Linked DNA regions of Mus musculus: region 2 is linked to region 1. Evidence: chromatin contacts called from public Hi-C data. All regions are on one chromosome and are shown on one strand. Each heading gives the region's core, a stretch centred on a gene start, on an enhancer-like site or on the middle of the called end of the contact. The rest is flanking DNA. Distances are from core to core; before and after follow the strand shown. Region 1 has its middle 60 kb from the start of Gm30266. Region 2 has its middle 42 kb from the start of Gm12724.

Region 1 (4,053 bases), core at 1,009-3,508:
TTTAGCCATGTAGTCCTCAGGATCCATGTATACTATAGCATGGGCCAGGATTTCTATCATTTCTAAAGTTGTATACTTTTCCATTGGATGTATATTTCACATGTTCTTGAGTTATTCGTCTGTCTGAAGAGGATTGCTTCCAACTATTGGTTTTTTTTTTATAATCCTTTTAAAACCTGAGCTGAGCACAGTCCCAGATTTAGTCCCAGTGCTTAAGCTGATACAGAGGGATTTTGAGTTGAGACCAACCTGGGTTACATTAAAATACTGGTTTCATGAGCAAAACCAACCAACCAGTTAACTAACAAACCAACCAACCAACCAACCCAAACCAAAATAAAATCTGTGGTCATACTAACATTTCTTTGATAGTCAGCTGCTTTCATTTCTTTTGTTTATATATTCAGAAATGGAATTGATAATCAAATGGTAATACTATATGGTTTTTAAAGGAAACTTCATATTGTTTCTAAAGTAACTATATAATTCTCATCCTTACTTATAGTAGTGTCCTGGAAATATTTAGTCGTCATTGGCTCCTGAACTTACCAACTCAATCCTATTCTCATGGTCAAATGGCATACTCTGTGTGTGTGTATGTGTGTGTGTCCACGTACCGAAATGTCCCTTCTTTATAAGCCTGATAGTCATACAAGACTAACCTAGTCTGATAATCTACTATTAACCTGACTGTTTCTGTAAAGATTTTACTTTCAGATAAAATCACATTCTGAGATATTGGGGGTCATGGCAGACATCATAATTCAGTGTGTCACTTTTGGGGATACAATTTAACCTACAGTTCCACTTCAATTAGTATCTCCCAGCTTATTATGTCCAGAGGTCATCCAAGTGTCCAAGACCCAAAGAATGGGAATGAGCTGGAAAAGAAGAGTATAGGGACCCCAAACAAAGAGTCGCGACTTTTAACTCTTTCTAGAAGCCACCAGGATAAAACATACTCAAGCCCGATGCATGCTTCCCTCTAGAATTGAGAGTAAGTTCCTGGCCAGAGTATCTGGTATCCACCAACTTGGTGGCCATGGTTGAACTGGTTTGATTAAAGGCTCAGATGGCTTCTAGCATCAAACTCTGTGTTAACTGATATTAATCTGTAAGGGTGGAATTTAGTATTGGGGTGAGACAAGCCTATTCTGATCTTCATTTATTGGTAGCACAACTGAAAAACCAGGCCTGGGGTGTGTGTTTCAGAGACCACAGCAGGCCGAGAAATGTCTAGAATTTAGCTGACAGCCTTTTATTTTTGAGTGTCTAGCTGCTTGGTGTTAGGAGATCGCTTAGTTGGTTTTATTTGCTCACCGGGTGTTTGGCGGCTGACCTTAGTAGAATGTCTTTTTGGTCCACTGGCTTACTCCATGACATCATGCCAACTGTGGATACCATGTGACACCCAGATTTTCCTTCAGAAATGAATGACTTTCCTCCAGTGGTAGGAAATGCCTCTATCCTTTGAAACTGCCATAGGGTTGTGGGAGTTACTTCACTCAGGACCATGCCTGACTGGTACAGGCTGTGTCTGGTTACTGGTCCACATGGAAATCCCATCACTTTTGCTCCAAAGAGGGTAAAGTTAATGGCTTTCCAGTTTCGGAGATGTTTTTCAGGTGTGTTGATAACCTTACTACAGGCCGTTTTCCCTCTGCTCCATCCTTCTCCCCCCTTCCTTCTGCAGGTACAAATCTCGTGGGAATGCCCTGTGATGTGTCCTTTGTGTGACCTCTGTCTCGGCACTCACTTCCCAAGGGAAGCTGGCTCTAGTATGATATATTCTCATACATGAAGACGAGCATCCCACCTCCATAGGGGAAAGTCCTGGAGAAAGACACATGTAATTACATGTGGTTGTAGTCAGAATCCATTTATCTCATAAATTAAACAAAGAATGGACAGATCCAAGCCCTGGCTTTCAAAGACACTCCTGGATAGAGAACATCTTTTTGGCTTTGAGTCAATATTATGAATTTGGGAGGGGAATGCCATACATAGTGAAAAACACCTAACTGTGTATTTGTTTAGAGGATATTTTCTCAGTGTGGGAAGTCTCTTTCATTGCAAGGACTTGCGCACGGCACTGTTGATTCTGACAGGTATGAAAAGCTCAGCGGCTTCAGATGATGTTGTCTGTCAGCGGAGGCCACACCCAGAGAAGGGTGTCCTTTGGTCCTGGGTCAGTGTAAATACATCACATCTGGTGTGAACTGATCGGCGCTTGCCAGAAGAGCTTTCTAAGAAAGGAAGAATTTAAAAGGGGCTTTTGCAAAGTCAGCAAGTAGGCCCTTCCAGCTGTTTGGAAGATATTCTGGCAGGGCTGAGGGTCATGGCAGGCTGGAACTGTCATGACTGGGGGCAGGGGTGTGTGTAGAAGCCTCCCACCCACAGAGCTGGACAAACAGACAGTTGATCTTAGCCTCAGTCAAGTAAAGTAGATTTCAAGTGTCCTTAGCTTCTACACAGTGTAGCAGCAGGGATCTGTGTGCCCTAAGGGATAGACACCAGGAATATTCTCAGACATTCACAGGCTGAAATCAGCCCTCTTGGGAACACAGGTCCTGAGGGGTCAGGCCCGAAGTCCTTGTGATTGCCACCCAGTGCTTGGAAGCGTGCCCTGGCTGTTCACTGGCTGATGATACCTTGATATCTTCCTCAGTGATAGCCAAGGATCTTGTATGATGAAGATATTGTCATGCTCCCTCAGGATCCTATTCTCTTCTGCCTGGGAGCATGGAGTGGCTGACCTTCTGTCTCTTAGTTAGGCCCAGCAATGTGAATTAAGATGACTGGGATCACAGGAGTGGAAATGGATATATGCTTTCTAGATGGAAGTGTTTAAGAACTAAAAAAGCCATTGATACAGCATTTGTTGATGTGAAAGGCTTTAGCTGAAAAGAAACAGAAAATAATGCTTTACTTGGAGTTTTGTATTTGGTAATTAAAAGGATTGCCTCTTCAAGGTTCAGAGAGACCATTAACTATCTGTTTTCAAGAGTTCCCCCTTTAAAGAAAGGAAGCAAAATAATATTTGCCACACACAATGGTTTTGTTTGACCCAAAGTGGGCCAAGCTAAAGACTATTTCATTTATTTCCTTTAACCCTGACACTATCACTACATCGGAATCATCAACGTTATCTCCTAATGTCCTGCTATCTTCTGAATGTTGTACGTTTTAGTGTTTAATAAATTTTTAAAAATTCCTGGGGTTATGACTGAGACCTAGTCATAAAGATACCTCTAGTTCGTGTATGTCAAAGAAGCTGAACATAGTTTGAAAATACAGATGTCAGCACTGGACATCAGACTGGTTGACAAGTGCTCTCGGAGCATGCAGTGTCCAGTGAAGTTAGCACCCCAGCACTTGCCACTTTCAACGTCAATGGTGCCCTTTATGCAGTTACTCACCCATCTCTTCTCTCACTCACTTTTTGAGTTGCTCACTCAAAAATATACACACAGTTTCTCCATTACATCAATGACTGGGCTTAATTCAGGGAAACGGAAGGTCAGCCTTCCCATGTTCCTGGGAGGAATACAGCAGCAATGCTAGGGATGGGCATGAAGTCCTTATCATGGAAGCCCTTCCATGTCCGCTGAGGATAGCACATAGCCAGGGGACCAAGGTACCGTGCATCAAGGCTGGTCAGACACTGGACACAAAGCCTGTCTTGTACAGGGATTTCAGGTGAACACCGCCATGCCCTGCTCAGTAGCATGTGTACGCACCTATTAAACCATTTGTGCAGATTTCTCAGGCTGCTTTATGATCCTGTTTCTCGGCCCACTTCCCGCTGATCCCCACCATCCCAGGCTAAAGCTGATCTACTTCCTGCCACTGTAAATTTTTTTATTCTTTAAAAGGACTTTACACAAAATAAGCAGAGCTACCCCTATAATACTGGTGCCAGGGCTCTCTGTGGGAGTCCCCAAGGGCACAGGTCCACAAGTCCTTCATGGGAGATGTTAGAACATTGGCATGAAACTACATTCTCACCTTTAAACAATTTAAGTTACTTATGACAGTTAATACAATGTAAAG
Region 2 (4,331 bases), core at 37-2,536, 210 kb before region 1:
AGTTTTCCCATGTAATATGTGTATAGGTCTGGCACATTGTGGAAGCGTATTGAGAATTGTTTGTCTTTGTTCTTACCGGTTGTCTTTGAATAGAAGACAGGAAAGCCAAGGGGCAGGGCTCAGGGGCTGTGTGAGGAGTAGGAAAGAAGAGCTGGAGGGGATAGAAGACAGCAAGGAACAGTGTCTTCCAGACACAACAAGGATGACACACCTAAGAACTCACAGAGACTATGCCAGCATGCACAGGGTCTGCACGAGTCCCCGTGCTAGGAGGGAAGTGGACACAAACCCACATCCCTAACTCAGATGCTAATCTCCAGGTGATAACCACTCACAAAGCACAAATTAGTTTTCTCCAGTGGAGACTTACTGGATACGCAAACCACACTGAAGGGCAGACCTCTTGACTAGCAGAAGATGGCAACAGGAAATGGGCTCAATAGCATTTGTTTGGGAATTTCTTTTTCTTTTTCTTTTTGGCCTTACTGGTCTTTTGTGTGCATATCATGCTTTCTGATTCTGTGTTTTTATGGTTTTTCTCTCTCTGTTTCTGATGTTTTTCCTTTTTTCTCTTTTAGTTTTATTTTTATTCTGGTTTGTTTGTTGGCCTGTTTGTTTTCTGAAGAGAGAAAGAAAGGTCATAGAGTTGGGTGGGAGGGAAGGGGGAGGATCTAGAAGGAGTTAGAGGAGGAGAAATTGGGATCAGTACATATTATATACTATATATATGTATATATAGTACATGTCACTTGTATAAAATTATTTTCAATAAGAATAAGTGCTAGAAAATTAATTAGAGGGAACTGTTTCTAATTTTGTAGATGAAAAAGCCCAGTTATAGAGACAGATGGCTTTGCTTAGGTGGAGGCCATCTATGGTGACACTGGGAGAAGTCATTGGGCCTAATTCCCAATTCCTATTTCACATATCACACTCCTGCATAAAATGTGGCATATTTGTCATGACTATAGCGTATGACATCATTCAACACTGGCTGGCCACTCTCTCTGTTGCACAATCCTAGGGCTTCATCTTGTTTACCAGGGGAAAAGGTTATTTTGACCAGCTCAGATTTTTCCCTTAGAGATCAAGTTAGTATCTTTATTTATTACTGAAGTTTCAGTCTGTGACAAGTCAAGTTTATGAACAATATTAACCTTAGGACACGGAGAGGGCCCAGGAATGTTTATATTCCCCTGCTGTAAAGTGTTCTCTTGGACTCCTGTCCATCCACAGCATCGATGGGTGTTACCTAAGCTGGAGATGTGGCAATCACATGCTGGTCTGAGTCATCTGGACTTTCTCTCAGCTCCTGCAGGACTTTCCATCTGTGGGTTCTCTTCTCATTTTCCTGTCCTCCCTGGGGAATTGGTTTCAGCTGTGTCTCCTACACTGACAACTGCCAGTCTCCAGGCCAGCTCTCTCTGGCCACCTTTAGATTTCCATTTCCAATGTTTTCTGGACAGATCCAAAGGAAGGTCTTTGGAGACCTCCACCCTAGCCCTCCCCTCCCACAGGGTGTTGACACCTTCCAGATCTGCTGCTCCGACTGACAGACATCTGGAGTGGTACCTCTGTCCACCAACGGGGAGGCAGAATAGTTAGCTACAGGAACGTCTCCTGTCACTTCCCAAACACACTCTGTATTTTTAGTCTAAGTCTCTGATGTGGACCACAGGCACTGCCTGCTCAGATCCAGCTCTACCCAGCTTGGTTTCTGGTGCTGTCTGTCACTCATCGCTCCACTCTTCTATTTACCTTACATTGCCACTGATGTCTGGGAGAGCCCAATTGCTCTTACAGACTGTTTCCTTCGATGCCTTGATTTCCCAGTTGTGTCTAGCTAACACATCCTCATCTGTTGGGTCTCAGCTCAGATTTCATGTCTTAGGGATCCCTTTCTAGAGACTTCTGCACCACTGCAATTGAAATGTTCCTATTACTTTTCTTCTGCCATAGGTTCCAAGTTATAATTGCAGGTTTATCTTGATGCCCATGTGATTATTTATTTTAGTTAAGCATTTTTCATCGATTGTACTTGGGGCTGTGTTATATAAGGGCACTTTCATACGAATACAAATTTCATACAAATTGAGTATAGTCTCCCACCATATCCTCTTCCTTTTCTTCTTCCCTCTTGTCCTGTTAGGTTCCTTTATTCCCTTTGTCAGCTTCCCTCTACTTCCATGCCACAGATACATGCATAATTCCTATAATATAAAATCTAGGAAACACAAAATAGAGAAAACATGATGTTTGTCTTTCTGAGGCAGGATTAATTTGCTCTGTGATTATCAGCAGTTGTATTGACTCTCCTGCAAATGTTATAACTTTGTTCTGTGCCATGGTTAAAACAAACTCCATTGTGTATATACACAACATCTTTGTCATCTGTTCCTTCATTGATGGATGCCTCCCTATTATGGGTAGTGTTGCAGAAAACATCAATGCGCAGGTATCTCTGCGATGTGCTTGCTCAGAGTTCTTTAAATATCCAGGTTCACTACCTGGCAGAAGCAATTTATGGGAGGAAGAGCTCCTTTTGGCTCAGAGTTAACAGGGTTTCAATCAATCACGGCAAGTAAGGTACGGTGGCTGGAGTGAGTCAGTCACAGGATTGGGAATGCGCAGAAGCTCTCTCTCACACGTCACTCACCAGGAGACAGAGTTCTAGCAGGACCTGGGCATGGAACCCTCAAGGCCTACATCATCTGGCTAGGTCCTGGGTCCCAAAGGTTCTGCAACCTACTAAAACAGCCCCATTAGCTGGGGACGAAATGTTCAAACATCTAAGCTTGTTGAGGACATTTCACATTCAAATAATGACAGCTAACTTCGGAACAATGGTCTCCCCTGATACCTGCACAGTGTGCTTGGCATAAAGTGAGCCCTCAGTAAGTAGCCATTCAATAAACGAACAAGCAGTCTGTGTTCAGATGCAGCTCTTCCATTTCCTCCTCCAAACAAGAACGACTACCAACTTCCTTTAACCTTATGTCCTGTGTGTTTCTCCAACCTTCCCTTCTCTCCATCTTCTCTGCTGGCCTCATAATCTAGACTTCTGTGGTTTCACAATGACAATACTAAAATCACATTTTCAATGGTAACTACACCACAATTCTTGCTCCATACACAGCTATGAAAGGACCTTTTTATAATAACAGTTTGTTTATACTACTGTGTTGCTCAAACCCTCTCAAGATGTTCTTTGTTGCCTCTTGACATGTGGCCAAGGTCTTTTGTAAGATCTCGCTGGCATTCACGGTTAGCCTTACCTTTCTCCACCTTCATTTCCCTCCACTCTTTACACATCTCTGTGTTTGCCAGAAAGCACACTTCTTGAGTACAAGGATATCATTTGATGTATTCATGGCTCTAGCCAAGTTACTTCATTTTAGTTATTCATGGCTGCATTGTAACCTCTATCCAAATACACAAATCATTAAAACTATAGCCACTTGTCATTTTTCCTGTACCCTCAAGTCAGCTGGGTGAACCTGTGAGTCTGGGACAGTCTTGAGAGATTTTGGCTGGGTTAGCTTGTATAGCAGTCATGTGTCATATGAGCCTGAAGTCTGTCTGGACAGTTAAAAATACCACTGGCTAGGAAGACTTAACTTGCTATATGTGGCTTATCATCCTCTTCTAAGTTATCCCCGAGGGCCTGGTGGCTTGGTGGCACAGATGTAGTTACAGGGAGGTGAAATGTCCCAGAAAGGAAGTGGAATACCAAGAGTTTTCATCATGTTTTGCTTGTGTTAAGTTTGATGCTGCCTTACTGGCCAGAGTATGTGACATGGCTAAGCCCAGGGACAGAATGGAGGGGACCAAGCCAGGAGTAAGTAGATAGGGAATCTATTATTACTATAGTATAGTAGTATTGATAGTAATAATAGGGAATCTATTATTACTACAGCCACCACCACCTTGGGCAGGTTCTGGAGAATTCAAGGTTTGAAAGAGGCACTTTTATAATAACGACCTGACATTTTTGAGCAGCTATAATGAAGCAGTCTTTTTCTTAGTCATAGGAGAATCTAGGTCAACCCCTAACATTGTTCTTATCCATCTGCAGGTCATAAACAGACCCTGGATATCCACGAATAGCACAAAGTTGTATCTCTTAGGGTATGTGCACACAGTTGTGCGTCAGTGGGAAATAGTATCCACATCTTTTACTCGGTTCTCAAAAACACCCTCCTTGCACTTATCATAGAGCTTTAACTGCCCTGGACTTTACTATGTATAGCAGGCTGCTGTCAAAGTCTAGCTTCAACATGCTAGGGTCTGAAGGAGGGGGAATGGAGTCAGCCTAGTACACAGACACAGAC

The links. A called contact is a pair of places that touch in the nucleus more often than the background predicts.
Region 2: a contact with region 1 is called in a Hi-C map of uterus. The contact joins two enhancer-like sites. A contact is called at or near these places in 5 of 484 Hi-C or Micro-C datasets (nephron progenitors, psoas muscle and uterus) and 2 of 115 datasets of contacts at active chromatin or transcription factors (fibro-adipogenic progenitors and heart atrium).

Annotation. Positions count from the first base shown.
Region 1 is chr4:105,986,681-105,990,733 of GRCm38.p6, reverse strand. No RefSeq gene overlaps it. Among named protein-coding and RNA genes, the nearest start is that of Gm30266, 60 kb to the left of the region's middle. Within about 2 kb of position 2,258, at least 3 of the 459 cell types and tissues checked have an H3K27ac peak or open chromatin away from gene starts, as enhancers often do. A contact at or near this core is called in uterus, where this site is marked.
Region 2 is chr4:106,192,661-106,196,991 of GRCm38.p6, reverse strand. No RefSeq gene overlaps it. Among named protein-coding and RNA genes, the nearest start is that of Gm12724, 42 kb to the left of the region's middle. Within about 2 kb of position 1,286, at least 53 of the 459 cell types and tissues checked have an H3K27ac peak or open chromatin away from gene starts, as enhancers often do. A contact at or near this core is called in uterus, where this site is marked.